Regions from separate parts of the Sus scrofa genome. Here region 1 is linked to region 2. Evidence: chromatin contacts called from public HiChIP or PLAC-seq data. All regions are on one chromosome and are shown on one strand. Each heading gives the region's core, a stretch centred on a gene start, on an enhancer-like site or on the middle of the called end of the contact. The rest is flanking DNA. Distances are from core to core; before and after follow the strand shown.

Region 1 (3,586 bases), core at 847-3,346, 160 kb before region 2:
TAACTATTTTTGTGGGCCTGAATTTTATAAATTTTGAAGGCCTTTTTTCCATATTAACTTGCACATATCCTGGCCATCTAGGTAATAACTATCCTAATTATATATTGTATGCCAACCATTTTAATACTTCATGAAACTTAAACATTGATCCCACTGAAACAATTTTTCCTCAGAAATGGATACAAGTACTTCGAAGCAAACTGTAAAATATTTTGTTCAAGTTCTGTGAAAAATGTCCTTGGTAATTTGATAGGAATTGCACTGAATCTGTAGATTGCTTTAGGTAGTATAGTCATTTTGATAATACTAACTCTTCCAATCCATGAGCATGTTATATCTTTCTATCTATCTGTGTCATCTTTGATTTCTTTCATCAGTGGCTTGTAGTTTTCAGAGTATAGGTCTTTTGTTTCTTTAGGTAGGTTTACTCCTAGGTATTTTATTCTTTTGGATGCGATTGTAAACGGGATTGCTTCCCTAATTTCCTTTTCTGCTTTTTCATTATTAGTATATAGAAACGCTGTTGATTTCTGTGTATTGATTTTGTATCCTGCAACTTTGCCAAGTAATTCATGCTATTTTTGTCCATATTTTCTATGTTTTAAAAATATTCCTATTATTGTATACATCAATGACTTACATTTTTATTGACTTTTAAAAGTTACTAAAAGGTACATCTAAAACATTGTTTCAATGTTTAATATTCCATCTCATCCACAATCCATAGGGAGAGGTCCTTAAGGGATATTTTCTAACACTTTGGTATGGATTTATATTCCTTGCTATAGTAAATGAGTAATTTAGTAATAAAATTTCTTGAAAAGTCTTGATAATATAACAATGAAAATAGTGGGCTCATCTTTATACCAAACTGTACTTATAAAATAAGCCTTGTTATTCCAGTAAATAGCACCATATTCAAATAGTTCTCGTATCAATTATTTACATTTTTCAAATTAAGGAAACAATAAGAATATTTCAAGCAAATGGGAGTAGGAAGATAAAGGAAATGGGATCCCTGGCACCTGTTGCTTAATGTTATTTAAATAAACTGACTTTTTTTTTCAAAGTAAGTTATCAGTTTCAAGTAAGAGGAAAATACAGTGTAGCTCCCACCTGCTTAAAGACAGAGGTATTTTCCTTGGAGGGAAGGATGAGGTTCAGGATGAGGGTTGGCATGTAGAGCTATAGGAGGGCCATCAAAGACAGTGGTAATGAAAGTGAGTAAGGACTCACCGCATTTGACCATGGGTTAGAGCTCTTCTCCATGAAGAAATATTGAGGCTGATACATATTTCTGTTGATATTCTGTTAAAAAATACATTTGATCATACCTGAAATGCAAGTCTTTAAATGAGAACTGGGTTTCAATGATTCCAGTTGTTTTCACTCGAGAATGTAGAACATCTTGCTCATTTGGGACATATCCAGGAGCTGCTATTCTGTCCAAATCATTTAGGTAGCTAATAAAACAACAACAACAACAAAAATAGCTAGTATATATATATTTTTTTAACTTTACATTTTAAGATACCAGAATTCAATACAAATGAGTATTTTGTATAGAGTTCATTAAAATGATTAAACTCCAGACTGGTGATCTTCAAACTCTGCTCCTCTGAATTCCAAGAGCTTGGTGGCTGGGACATTGCAGAGCACTGAGTGTGACACACAGCTGACCTGTGGAGTTTGTTTAAAGGTGGCTGGGTGAATACTGCCTTATCTTGTACTTTATGAAGCTGATGTGATGGATTCATTGGTGTCTATGTAGACATTTGAGAGGAGAACTCTCCTTGTAGGACTGAGATCATCCCCCAAAATGCTATGTTGTAATCATGGTCAGTCAAAGAGTCTCAAAATGCTGTACTTTGTATTTAGACGCTTTGAGTTATAAGAGAGTGATTGGTTTCAGTATAATGCGAACGTTAGTGTATTGTTTCTCCTGGATGTTCTAACTTAGGAATCAGAACCATTTTAATTAAGTACTAGTTATCTCAGTTGTTGATTCATGCTGAATCTTTGAATTTCATGTTGAACCTTTGTTGATTCATGCTGGAACAAATTTGTGAAATTGCTGACTCACTCCTTGGGACAGAGACCTGAACTTAAACACTGTAGCCTCTCCTACTTCCTCTTCTCTTCCATCAGTGCATCACTCTATCCTTCATTTTTACACAGAGGCCACATTTAAAAACCTCCTGTTACCAGGTGAAATACTGTCCTCTTTCTGCCTGTAGGATCTAGGTGTGGTAAGAGGCAGGAGTGAGACTGATTAAGCTGTGTGCTCTATAAGAGTCTATTAGATTAGAGGAAATAAACTGCTCTTAGCTTTATCTGACAAACCAGATCATATCTTTTGACTAAAACAGTGTTTTATTGCTTTTTTTAAAAACACTTTAAAACAACTTGTTCTATACTTTTGATATGAAGGCTCTAGAAGCTTAGTTATATAACTATTTCTATAAAAAAATTTTAAATAAAGATAGCAATAACCTGGTAATGTTTTTGTGACAAAATTGGACATTATACTGAACCAAGTTTAAACATATGATCTAAATAGAAAGATCATAATGAGCATGCGGCAATCTAGTCAGAATTTGAGAGGTATAATCTACCTGAATATTAGATATTATTCAAAAGTTGAAATTGTCAGGGACTAAGCTGAAGAGCTGTCTTTCTGGGCACCTTGAACAATGCCTTAAAAACCAATGCTATTTTATTTTTTAAAATAAATTGAACAACAATTAGATACTTTATTCTTAGAGGATCTTTCTGCTTTTAAGGTGAAATGAACTAAACGTTGTAAAATGCCCCAAAGAACTTTTGGCCAAGGACAAAGAGACAATCACACTTTAGAAACATGTACATGTAGAACGTGAAAATTTATCACCATGTTTTATTCTAATAAAGTTTAATTTAAAAAAGATGAATCATGATAATTATATCAGAAGAAAGTATTGGGAGATTTTTCTAGTTTATCCATTTTCTCCTTTGAAGCAAAGTCCTTGATGAATTTCCTTTTAACTCAGGCTGTATATCTGGTAGTATACTATTGGTCAACTGGTTCATGCAGGAGTAAAAATAAAAACATACTTGCTATGATAGAGATTAAAATCATTTAAATGACAGCTAAATGAATGCTTTGGTAAAGACACATTTTAATGTAACTTTATTTGCATGTATAAATGACTTCAAGCAAAGCAGAAGCATTACCAGAGTGACAAATTTGCATTTAAAATGCTCATTTTAATAAACAAATATAGAATTTGGGTGCTAAAACTTTTAAACCAAACCAGAGGCCCTAAATATCTATAGCTCAAATCACTGAAAAAATATCTTATTCTTTGACTAGTCATGTAAAAATAGTATTTTTCCTGGTGAAGTCTATGTTAAATCTTAAAGCATATGGAATTTAAATTGCACACTTGACAGTGCCACTCAACAAACCATGACATGACGTATTAAAATCTTTTCGACTGCCATGATGATGCTTTTCTTTCAGTTTGCTGGTACTGATTGGCAGGAAGGTGTTATGTTGCCAACAAAAACCTTGCCTGATTAGGACTCACCTCTTTGTTGGCCTCAA
Region 2 (3,461 bases), core at 499-2,998:
TTCTACTTTTCATTTGCTGTACTCTAAAAAAAAGAAATGAATCACTTAAAATATTTTATCTATTACATAGAATCTGCATACAGTTTACATTTAAAATTTAAATCTACCATATGATTTGATCTTCAGGTTGAGACTCTTATCTCTTTGACCAGAAAGGAAATCAGGAACATGGTGACTATCTGCTTGCTCCCAATTCACAAAACCTTCCATCACTAACAAAACTGTTAACTTGGGCCATGTGACTCCTCTTCTAGAAATTTTAGTATTGGCTTCTCAAATATGTTGCAATATTTATAATTACTCAACTTACTTTATTCTTCCTCTTTTACTCCACAAGTGTCACATTCCATGAATGAGCTTATCTAGAAATACTGTTCTAAGGATCTTTTTTTTGTTGTTGTTATCTTTGGACCGCATCCATGGCATATGGAAGTTTCCAGACTAGGGGTTGAATCAGAGCTATAGCCTCAGGTCTATGCCACAGCCACAGCAACCCCAGATCTGAGCTGCATCTGTGACATACAACAGCTCACAGCAATACTGGATCTTTTAGCCCACTGAGTGAGGCCAGTGATCAAACATGCGTTGTCATCATGGATACTAGTCAGGTTTGTACATCAGCATATAAACAAATCTATGAGTACATGAATTTTTAGCATTGTTTTTATAAGATCAGAGGATCAGAAAAAACAGAAGTTCTGTTAAATCTAAGACTGGTCATTTAAAAGACAATACTACATTTATTATGGAATTATTTTATTAAAGAAAAAAGAGAACATTAACACTTTCCATGACATGAGAATATCTTCAAGGCACCTAATATCGGAAGAGGCATGTTGAAGATTGATTCAATATATGCATTAGTCACTGTGCATATATATGTTATATGTGTGTGTGTGTCTATAACTTTAAATTTTATATGTATATATGGGTTTACTGGGGAATGGGCATATACTTAACATTAGTCATTTCTAAGGAATAGAATTGGTGGTCTTATTTTATGCCTTTCCGTAAATTTCTTTTTTTTAAATTTTTTTAACTCAGTGAATTTTATTACATTTATAGTTGTACAATGATCATCACAACCCAGTTTTATAACATTTCCATCCCAAACCCCCAGCCCATCCCTCCACACTGCAACCTGTCTCCTTTTGAAGCCATAAGTTTTTCAAAGTCTGCGAGTCAGTGTCTGCTCTGCAAAGTTCATTGTGTCCTTTTTGTTTTTTTAGTTTCCACATGCAAGTGATGTTGGTGTCTCACTGTTTAACTTCACTTTGCATGACAATTTCTAGGTCCATCCATCTTGCTCCAAATTCCATTATTTATTTGCTTTTAATGGTTGAGTAATATTCCATTGTGTATATGTATGCCTTTCTGTAATTTTCAATATTATCATCCATATTATTCTAATAAATTCCCTGAAATAAAAATTTGTTTAGGAGCCAATATCACCATAACACTTATTTATTATACAAACACTATATGTCAGTTTCTGTACTAAGTCCTTCATATTATCATTCTTGATCTTTGTAACAGTTCTGAGAAGGAGCTATTTCCACTAAGACTAAGAGAGGTAAGGTAGTCAATAATATGTCATACACTGAGGGAAGGGTTGGATTCCTAATTCCTATTTAGGCCCATTCCCTTCCACAGTGGATGCTCTTCATTTCAAAGCATTGTATATCTGTGGTATGAACAAACAGTATAATAACTTCTCCTTACTGGTCAATCTTGCACCTTTCAAAATATTATTGTGGTTACAATAGTCATGAGTGAGCACACTCATTCAGCTGATTACCAGCTATGTGTCTGCTCTGTGCTCTGGGGATTCAGCAATGAACTAAACAGATAAGGGTCTCCCTTCCTATTAAGTCAAAATTCTAGCAAATGCAGAGACAGGACAAAAAAAAAAAAAAAGTCAAATGCATTTCTGATGGTGCCATGTAATCTCAGTAACCAAAGCAGAAAAGGGGGAAAAGGGTAGGGGCCTCATGGGAAGAGACACACTTTGATGTCTTGTAATCAGATCTCTGCCACATGTGGCACACAGCTCACCACACTTAGCTATCAAGATTATCTTATTTAGGTTTCTCCATGTTTTTGATTAAGAAAATAAGTAGTTATTTAACTCCTAATCCCCACTCAATGTAGTTAGGTCCTGCTCACATCAAGATTCACTTGGATTCTGTTGGATTCCAAACCCTATATGGTCTTTTAGAAAAAAAAGAGCTGGGCCTAGTTGACGTTAGTATATTAACAGTTATATCTTTCATTCTACTAAAATCTGTTTAGTACTATAGCACATTTTCATAAGGCAAGATATACCCTCCTCTAAAACATATCCCTTCAAAATACTGCACATAACATAATCTTTTTAAAATGAAAACCCCAACATTCATTACTCAGAAATGGGTACAGCATTTTTCTGTCTTATTCTTCCAGGAGAATGTTTTGAGCAAAATATAAATATGTGGTTGCAGATTTTATTTAGCTGTGTGTTTTCTGGGTCTCGTGAGCTAAGCTACTCAGGAACTGTTGTCTATAGGAATGAATATTTAACAGCTACCTCTGGGAATGTTCATTTGATTCCTTGGGCTGCTCATGGGAGGGTGTGGCACTGTCCTCTCCAGACAGAGGATTTAGATGACATTAGGCCACTGATTAATAATGATCCAAGTAAGTTCAGTGTCAACTTAGGTATCTATTTTGCATGTATTTTTTTCTGAAACATCCTTCTTTAACAGTGTACATATTTTCATTATAACTTAAGTATCCTTTTAAAATATTTAAGATATGTGGTTTAAAATAGGTCCTATCTGAACTCCTGTGTTGGTGAGCTATTTCTGAATTGTCACATTGGAGGGTGTGTATTTTGGTGTACATATGTGAGAATTAAAGGCTGAGAAGAAAATATATCAAAGCATCTTAACTACAATACAAGAGATATCCTTAATCAAAATATTAATTGAATTAGCTTTTATACTACCTTACTAATGGAACAAAGATAAATGGTTTACAACTATAAGGAAATCATCCTTTAAAATTAACTGAAATCTTTGTAAATTCTTCTTAATTGAAAAGCGTAAATCAGGAGTTCCAGTCGTGGCTCAGCGGAAATAAATCTGACTGGCATTCATGAGGATGTAGGTTTGATCTCTGGCCTTGCTTAGTGGGTTGAGGATCTGGTGTTGCTGTGGTTGTGGTATAGGCTGGCAGCCGTAGCTCTGATTCAACCCCTAGCCTGGGATCCCCATATGCCGTGGGTATGGCCCTAAAAGGCAAAAAAAAAAAAAAAAAAAGTAATAAAAAAAACCCATAAATCATAATGACATTACTGGTCTATTTCTACTTTATCGTAATTCAGTGCTCTGACATTAGAAAAAAAATATATATACCCCAAAGCTTTATAACATTATTAATTTCTAAATAAATGTCTCAGTCAAAATATACTAGAAAAAGAG

The links. HiChIP or PLAC-seq counts read pairs in DNA pulled down with a chosen protein or histone mark.
Region 1: an H3K27ac HiChIP or PLAC-seq map of alveolar macrophages shows a contact between it and region 2. The contact joins two enhancer-like sites. A contact is called at or near these places in 2 of 2 datasets of contacts at active chromatin or transcription factors (alveolar macrophages and skeletal muscle).

What each region holds. Positions count from the first base shown.
Region 1 is chr9:99,896,196-99,899,781 of Sscrofa11.1, reverse strand. It overlaps GNAT3 (guanine nucleotide-binding protein G(t) subunit alpha-3), which reads right to left. Exons shown (of 8, transcript XM_021063492.1): 5 at 1,335-1,463. Among named protein-coding and RNA genes, the nearest start is that of GNAT3, 50 kb to the right of the region's middle. Within about 2 kb of position 2,096, at least 2 of the 83 cell types and tissues checked have an H3K27ac peak or open chromatin away from gene starts, as enhancers often do. A contact at or near this core is called in alveolar macrophages, where this site is marked.
Region 2 is chr9:99,737,333-99,740,793 of Sscrofa11.1, reverse strand. The region is part of intron 1 of CD36 (CD36 molecule); the gene reads left to right. Among named protein-coding and RNA genes, the nearest start is that of CD36, 11 kb to the left of the region's middle. Within about 2 kb of position 1,748, at least 1 of the 83 cell types and tissues checked has an H3K27ac peak or open chromatin away from gene starts, as enhancers often do. A contact at or near this core is called in alveolar macrophages, where this site is marked.